Linked DNA regions of Gossypium hirsutum: region 2 is linked to region 1. Evidence: chromatin contacts called from public Hi-C data. All regions are on one chromosome and are shown on one strand. Each heading gives the region's core, a stretch centred on a gene start, on an enhancer-like site or on the middle of the called end of the contact. The rest is flanking DNA. Distances are from core to core; before and after follow the strand shown.

Region 1 (4,322 bases), core at 1,606-4,105:
CCCAAGAATTTAGAAGACTATTTAACATCTTCTTCACCATCTCCTTGTTGGGATAGATCTTCCCAAGGGCTTTGAGACCATTGATGATCTGGGTGAAGTGATCGGACATCTCCTTGATTCCTTCTTCTGGTTTTGCCTTAAACAACTCATAATCAAGGGTGAGAAGGCTTATCTTGGACTCCTTAACTCAACTTGTCCCTTCATGGGTGACTTCAAGCTTGTCCCATATTTCTTTTGCATTGTCACACAATGAGACTCTATTATACTCATTTGGACCAATAGCACAAAATAGAGTAAGCACAGCTTTCACATTTAATTACACCTTTTTCATATTATTATCAACTCATTCACTCTCTTCTTTTGGAACAATAAATTTGACCCTCTTTATTGGAAAGGATGGCCCATTTGTAATTATCCTCCAAACTTCATAGTCGTTAGCTTGGATGAATAGCTTCATTCTTGTACTCCAATATGAGTAGTTGGTGCCATTGAATAAAAGTGGTCTCATGGTGGAATCCCTTCTCCCAATATGGTGGAATTTTTTTCTAGTGCCATGAAGTAAATTTCTTGACTTGTGGCTTTTATCTTGGATATCTTGAGGATCTTTTCTCTTGGTGATAAAATCATCTCTAGAGTTCTAGCTCTGATACCAATTGTTAATATCGAAATACACCAAGAAGAGGGTGAATTAGTGTATTAAAATGCTTTCGGGAAATGGTGGAAATAAAATGACTCAAGTATTTATAGTGGTTCGGCCTCAATTGCCTACCTTCACTACCTTAGCTTTCCTTAACTAAGGATTTCCCAAATCCATTTTATTTGAACCTTTAAGGACAATGTTTAACCTTACAAATTCCTATCTTTTCAAAGGTAAGATAGAATCACTTCCCTTTAAGGTTTTCTATCCAAAACCTTAAGTAACACCTCACAAATGAGAGAAAATAATGATTAATAAGATTATACCTCTAAAAGATAGATAATCAATAATTAAGCACTCTCACATAAAGTTACAACACTTGAAAGAATAATAGAAAACTTAACCCACAAGTGTGTACAAGTAATATTTAGTAAAAGATTGAGAAAGATTGAAATTTCGAGTTCTTGAAATTTAGGCACTTGTTTCTATATTATTAATAAAGAGCATTGACCTTGTATTTAAATCCTCTAACAACCTTGTGGACGTTTGTAGCCGTTAGAAACAAAATAGAGTCGTTACAGCCATAAAACTAGCATTAAATGCAGTTTGCATCTTCGTTGTATCGATAGAAGTTCTTCCAAAATATGATCGTTGGGCTCATTATATCAGTAGAGGTCCTCTTGTATCGGTAGAACTCTGAGGGTTTCAAGTATCAGTAGAACCCAGCAGAGTATCGGTAGAAGTGCAGGGGAGGCTGAACTTTGGCTACTAGCTTGACTTGTCTAAGTAGAATTCCTTAAGGTATCGTTAGAACTCTGGTTGTATCGATAGATCGGACCAAGGTATCGATAGACATTCCAGGCCAAAACTACCTTGCACACTTGCGTGCGTTCTACTGATAGAAGTTTGGGTTGTATCGGTAGAACCCAAAGTTGTATCGATAGAATTCCCAATTCTATCGGTAGAATTCTGTAGCCTTTTCAAAGTCTTTCCATCTTGAGTTCTACGATACTTGTCCTCCTAAGTATCGGTAGAAGTCCTTCAAACTTCAAAAACTTATTAAAAATTAAGTTAATTTAAGGCTTTTTAAATGTTTATCTTGTCCAACACTTTGAAAATAAGTTTACGGGCTTCTAAACAATTTTTCCAAATCTAAGTAGAGGATTTTTAATATACTTTTTGTTATATCAAAATACTTGAAAAACTAGAGCTAACATAATATAAACATGAAATTTTGATTTTGTTTCAACTATATGTATGAAATTTTGATTTTGATTTTTTTGTATACATTAAGAAAATAGAATCAATTATTTTTTATTAGTAAATATATTTATTTTTTATGCAATAATTAAACTTAAAATAGTGTCATGTCATTAGTATGTGAAAATTGATTAAAATAAAAAAAATGTCATACATGCACATGTGGAAAATTAAAAACTTTGTATCACAATATATATTAATAGGGGAGAGTAAAAGTCGATGTGAGTTGGGAAAACGAAAAAAAAATTAGTTTTGTAGTAATCGAATCTAGTTATTTGGTTTTTCTAAATCAACTCAAATAAGTAATTCAGTTTTTCGAGTTCGAATCGAGTTAAATTTCATAACTTACATGATTTGATTAATTCAAATAACAAATTAGTGTATATACCCCTTGAATCCCTGTCAATTTAGAAAAATGAACAAATTAATTCCTCTCAAACAAAATTACAAAATATTCTTTAAAATATTTTTATAAAACTGATAGATTTTATAAACTTCTAAAAATTATATACAAAATTTAAATTATAAAAAAATGTTTTTTTCCAAAATGACAAATTTGGGGCATTGAACAATTAAATTTTCAAACCAAGTTTATCACGAGGAGTATCTTTTTTCTTTTTATTTTACTTTAAAATAGTTTTTAAATATATATGATTTTAAATTTATATACTCTAATTTTAAATTATTTATACCGTTAATAATATTTAATTTGATCTTTTTATTTTTTTAAATTTAACTTGAAAAATATTATTTAACTTTTATTTCACTCAAGTCGATTTAAACCAATAAAATTAAAATAATAGAATAGAACTCATATACAGTAAACTAAAACATTGCATTTGGATTGAATTTTGGGTTCATTTGCATTTGCTTTGCTGATTGTACCTAACCCTAGTAAGATTCTAACCCAAATACGACCTATCTTAGTTTTATTTAAAGGTATGGGAAACTTTGCTAGCCAGCTCCTTCTAATATCTTCTCTTTCATCTCTCTTTCACCTGAAAATACCTCCTCCGTCTTCTTCTTCTTTTCACAATTTTCTTTTCTCGATGAACAGTCTTTTAGACTACTATAATTTGATTATAATGTAAAAGAAAAAAAATAGAATTCATAATATTATATATTTTGATTCTCATGGAAGCTTTGATTGTTGGGTATTTTAGGTTTTGTTTATTTTTCTTGTTATGTCTATTGTTGGATGGGAACTGAGAGTAAGAAAGAAACTGTGTGAAAGAAGAACAAAAATGGTGGAGAAGTTAAGACAGGACAGTGGTTGTTGTTTTCATGTTGTAAACTATTACAACTTTGTACAATTTGGTCTTGTTTTAAACAAGTCAGTTTGAGTTTCAATCTTAGTTGAATCTCTTTTAACAACAAAATCCATTGAAAATCTTTTAAAGAAAAAAAAAAGATTGTTGATTTCATCATTAAGTTCATCATCAACCATGAAGAGACTTGGCAGCTCAGATTCATTGAGTGCTTTGATGTCAATCTGCCCAACTTCAGGTCTAATAAAACAAACCCAACTTTTATTACCAAAAAATAAAAGATCTTTGATGTTCATCAGTGTCTTAATTGTTGATATGTTTTGATTTGGTACAGATGAACATAGTCCAAGAAACAACAACAATGTTTACAGTCGAGAGTTTCAGTCGATGTTAGAAGGATTCGATGAAGAAGGTTGTTTTGAAGAATTAACAGTCGGCCATGGCGGCGGTGCCAAGAAGAGAAGATTAAGTGTGGATCAAGTGAAGGCATTGGAGAAGAATTTTGAAGTTGAAAACAAACTCGAACCCGACAGAAAATCGAAACTAGCTCAAGAACTTGGGTTGCAACCACGACAAGTTGCTGTCTGGTTTCAAAACCGACGTGCTAGATGGAAAACAAAGCAATTGGAAAGAGATTATGGAGTTCTTAAGACCAGTTATGAATCTCTTAAGCTCAATTATAATAACCTCCGCCATGAAAATGAAGATCTTCTCAAACAGGTAATTATTAATAATAATTATTCATTTATCTTAGTAAGACTGGGAATCTCTTTGAGTTTAATTTGTAAAGCAAAGTTGAAGGTCTGAAAATGATGCAGATTAGTGAGCTGAAGGCAAAACTCATCGAGCCGCCGCCGGGTTCATCTTTGGGTACCTCATCGGAGCCGGCGGAAGTGAACTGCGAGAGCTTCAACGACGGCGGCGGCAATGGATCAGTTGGTGGTGGTGGCGACACTTTTTTTCCGGACTTGAAAGACGGATCATCGGATAGTGATTCGAGCGCTATCTTGAATGAAGAAAACAACAGCGGCGGAGACATGGAGGGGGGCAGCCCAAACAACGGGGCGGCTTCTTCACCGTCCTCCATGAATAACTGCTTCCAGTTGTTCAAAACAACGTATCAAACCCCGCAATATGTGAAAATGGAAGAGCATGAT
Region 2 (3,819 bases), core at 167-2,666, 88 kb after region 1:
ATCTTCTTCCACAATGAGTCGGTTACGAAAGCGTTATTACTGATTTTTGTTAGGGATAAGTTCAATTAGTTCATTTTATTATTAGTTTTCTAATTACATTTAAATAAAAAAATTAATAATATTTAATTTAAATTTAAAATCGATTCAACTTGGAACAAAAAAAATATTCTTATCCGAACTCACCTTCACTAGTCTCCAGCATATATAGCAAATTAGGTGTGCCACTCAACTTGTATACAAGTCTATCTAAAAAAATCAATTATATCATATTCAGCAATTCAAATTTGAGTATTTTAACACTTAATTAATTGCGTCTAAGTTATTGAGTAACCCAAATTAGTTTTCGAGTGTAATTGAGTGTTTTTAATACCTAATTTTTATTAATTTTTTTTAGTTAAAAACTTGACAAAGGTTCGAGTAAAAAAATCAAGATAATTTTTTATTAAAGGTTAAATTACACAATTCTTCGCTTTAACTTTTAAAAGTATCAAAAAAATATTTTTCATTTTAGGCATAGCTATCAAAAACCATTTTCATTAGGTACTGCTGGTAAAATTGTTTTCATTTTGATCACCTGCTACTAATTTAATATTATTGTATATTCATTTTAGTTACTTAACTTTAGTAATATTTTTTATTTGTCTTTAATTTTTTGGACTTAATTTTAGTTTTTTAGTAAAAGGGAATGACTTGGGTGTGCATGGAAAAATTTAGATATTTAAAAATCATTTATCTTTTTAATTTTCTTTATTTTTCTCTTTTTTAGAATTAATTTTAATTTTTCCCGATAAAAAGAAAATTTTGGAGTTTTATAGGGAAATAACTGAGTTTTATAACTTGAGTTTTTCTTTTTTAGTGAAAAGCAGAAAACTTGGATTTTTCTAGTAAATTACCTAAGTTTTTACACGAAAAATTTTGAATTTTTATAATGAATTGAGTTATAAGAAAAAACTCAAGTTTCATCTTTGCCGTTGAATAATTCAATTTCATGTATAAATTTAAATTTTTTCTTTTTTTAATAAAATTAATTTTAAAAGAAAACGAGTAATTAAAATAAAAATTTATTAAAGTTGAATAGCTGAAACTTATTTTATAATCAAACTTAAACTTTTGTGACTGGATTGAAGAGTTGGTTTAGAGTAAATGAAGAAATAGTAGCATAATGAAGCAAACTGAGCAAGGACGTCCCACCGGGAAATTTGCAAACGCTTGCTATGATGGAAGCAGGATCTGACACTTGAAGTTTAATCTTGCTGAAGATGAATTGTACACCTGATTTGATTTGCCTAAAACACTCAACTTTACCCAGAAATTTTATATTTTTATTCTTTTTCTTGAAGCTAATGTGGCTGTCAATATCTACTTGATGTGCAAACATCCAAAAACACAAGCTGAAATCCAAGCGAAAAACAAATGTGCCCCAGACTTTCGTGGACTGGGAGACTTATCCATATTCGAAGCTAAGCTTTAAAAATAATAATTTTAAATATAATATAATATTCAAAAAATGAATTTGATTATTTTCTATATGGATAGAACTTTTGGTAAGATTTTTTTAGTTGCGGAATATATTATATTATAAAAATATTATATTAATTATATATGTTAAATCATATTTATATTTATATTAAATCATTAACTTCATAACAATTAAATCTATTACTCAAAATTTAAAAAATAATTCACCTAAAATATAAAATTTTAAATTATATATTTAATACAATAAAATATTTATTATATTTATTTGTGTTTTTTAATATAATAAAATATTTATTATATTTATGGCAGTGTTTTTTACTATAAATATTTTTGATGTGTTAGAAAACTTTTATTTTAACATTTTTTAGTGTTGTATTATATTTTTTAATTTTTTTTCAAATAAAAATTAATATAAAAAATCAAATATGAGCAAGTCGGGTCAGGCTCAAATTTACCTTTCTTAAATTGAACCGAACTTGGACAAAAAAAGTAAGTCCATTTTTCGAGTTGAACCCGAGCTTGAATATTTGGTTTAAATACCTTGTATAGGCTTGACTTAAATTTGGCTTAGTCCAACCCATAAACACCTCAACCCTAGACTCTGTATAAGCATGTTTACTTTTATGGATAACAGAGAACTCCCTTGTTTGAATCTATTTTGTTTAAATGTAATGTCAATCTCGATTTAATTCAATTGATTTATTTAAGAGCACAATAGTGTTTTTTTAACATTATAGAAAAATAGTTAAATTTCAGTTTTGATATTTTTATTATGTTTAAATTTTAATTTTAATTCTTAATATAAATTGATTTTTATTTTTTATAATAATATTAATTAGTTCAAATAATTAATATCATTAACTTTTCGATTAAAATGTTACAAGATTAAGGGTACACGTGATCTCTCATTTTTTGGGGTTTGCTTTGCTTCGTGTTTTTAGGCATTATTAGACGATGGTCGAACTTTAGTTTAACTCTTATACTAGGCTGAAACATGATATTTCATCTATATACTTCATTTTTTTGACATAATTTGGTCATTCTATTTTATAATATCATTAGTTAGTCTAAATAATTATATTGTGAACTATTTCAATTAAAATGTTGACGTCATTTTTATAAGAACACTATTTCAACAAAATGTTAAAAGAGTTATATTGTTAACATTTTTGTAAGTTACTATAGAACAAAAGGGTATTAGAAAGCATTAGAGTTTGTGTTTTGAGAAGCTCTCTAAAATGTTTAATAATAGAGAAAGTTTAATAAAATAAGCGAGAGGATTAATGAAGGGAAAAGGAGAGGAATAAAGGAGAAAGCGCACTCTTCATTTGCCCTTTTCCTGTGTGATCCGCGTGTTATACAAATGGTGTTGTCCGCTTCACCTATTTTCGAAGGTTTTTATTATCTTTTAAGTTTTTCTTTAAAATAAATTTATAGACTCTTTAATTAAGACGAACTTGTACTAAACTTATTGATTATTTTGTAAAATTCCCCTTGTATGAAACCTTTTTTATGAAAAAAAAAAAACGTAAGTGATATAACATGGATTTAAAATGACTCCAAGCTATTTCAATTGTCACTGTCTTATTGACTTGGCGTACCTTGCCGAACAAGTACTAGGGAGGAATTCAAGCTTGTTAATTGCTCTTAGGTTCTATTATTATTATTATTATTATGAAATTAAGTACTTTTAAGAAAAATGAAAAAAAAAAAAGTCATTCTCACTACAGGTGGCATACATTTAAACCGGAATGGAACTTAAAAAGGTGGAGGCTCCTTCACCAATCAGCAGATATCTGGCAGAGAGAGCATTAAACGTTAAACCAGGCTCAGCTCAGCAGGTGGTGCCTTGCCTCGTGGGGGTGTGGGGGCAACAAAAGCCACAGCTCGAATTTAATTGCATATCTGATAGGACTCTTTATCTACCCCTATTTATGAATAAGTTGATGAGACAATACATTGAAAGAGAAAGCCTCATTTAATGGATTTAACTGTAAATCAACACTATTGCTTTCACATTGCATCTCCCCTGGGTTTTGTCAGGATGGATGGGCCCTTTACTCCACCATTATGATGTTACAATATCTATTTCTATTCAACACAACTGGGTTTTTCCTAATGTCGACAAACATTTGGATGTTAGCCGTTTCTTTGTTGCTTCATTGTAGATAACGAATTCAACCTACATATCTTTCCATTTTCTTCCCCATTTATTCAAATTTACATCCATAACTGTTACATAATCTCATTTATTATAATGGGAGTGATTGAATTTTGGTGTCACTCTTAATTCCACATTTAGATTGAGTTTTTAATTTTATTGTTTGATAATGAATAAAT

What was found. Hi-C and Micro-C count contacts between places; a contact is called where the count stands out from the background.
Region 2: a contact with region 1 is called in a Hi-C map of leaf, with 2.4 times the contacts expected there. The contact joins the enhancer-like site here to the promoter of LOC107914372 in region 1. A contact is called at or near these places in 5 of 34 Hi-C or Micro-C datasets (callus, hypocotyl and leaf).

What each region holds. Positions count from the first base shown.
Region 1 is chrD10:14,377,830-14,382,151 of Gossypium_hirsutum_v2.1, forward strand. LOC107914372 (homeobox-leucine zipper protein ATHB-6) reads left to right here and starts at 2,856. Exons shown (of 3, transcript XM_016843272.2): 1 at 2,856-3,403; 2 at 3,500-3,885; 3 at 3,984-4,322. The coding sequence starts at 3,343.
Region 2 is chrD10:14,467,750-14,471,568 of Gossypium_hirsutum_v2.1, forward strand. No RefSeq gene overlaps it. Among protein-coding and RNA genes, the nearest start is that of LOC121222430, 7.9 kb to the right of the region's middle. Within about 2 kb of position 1,417, at least 1 of the 9 cell types and tissues checked has an H3K27ac peak or open chromatin away from gene starts, as enhancers often do. A contact at or near this core is called in leaf, where this site is marked.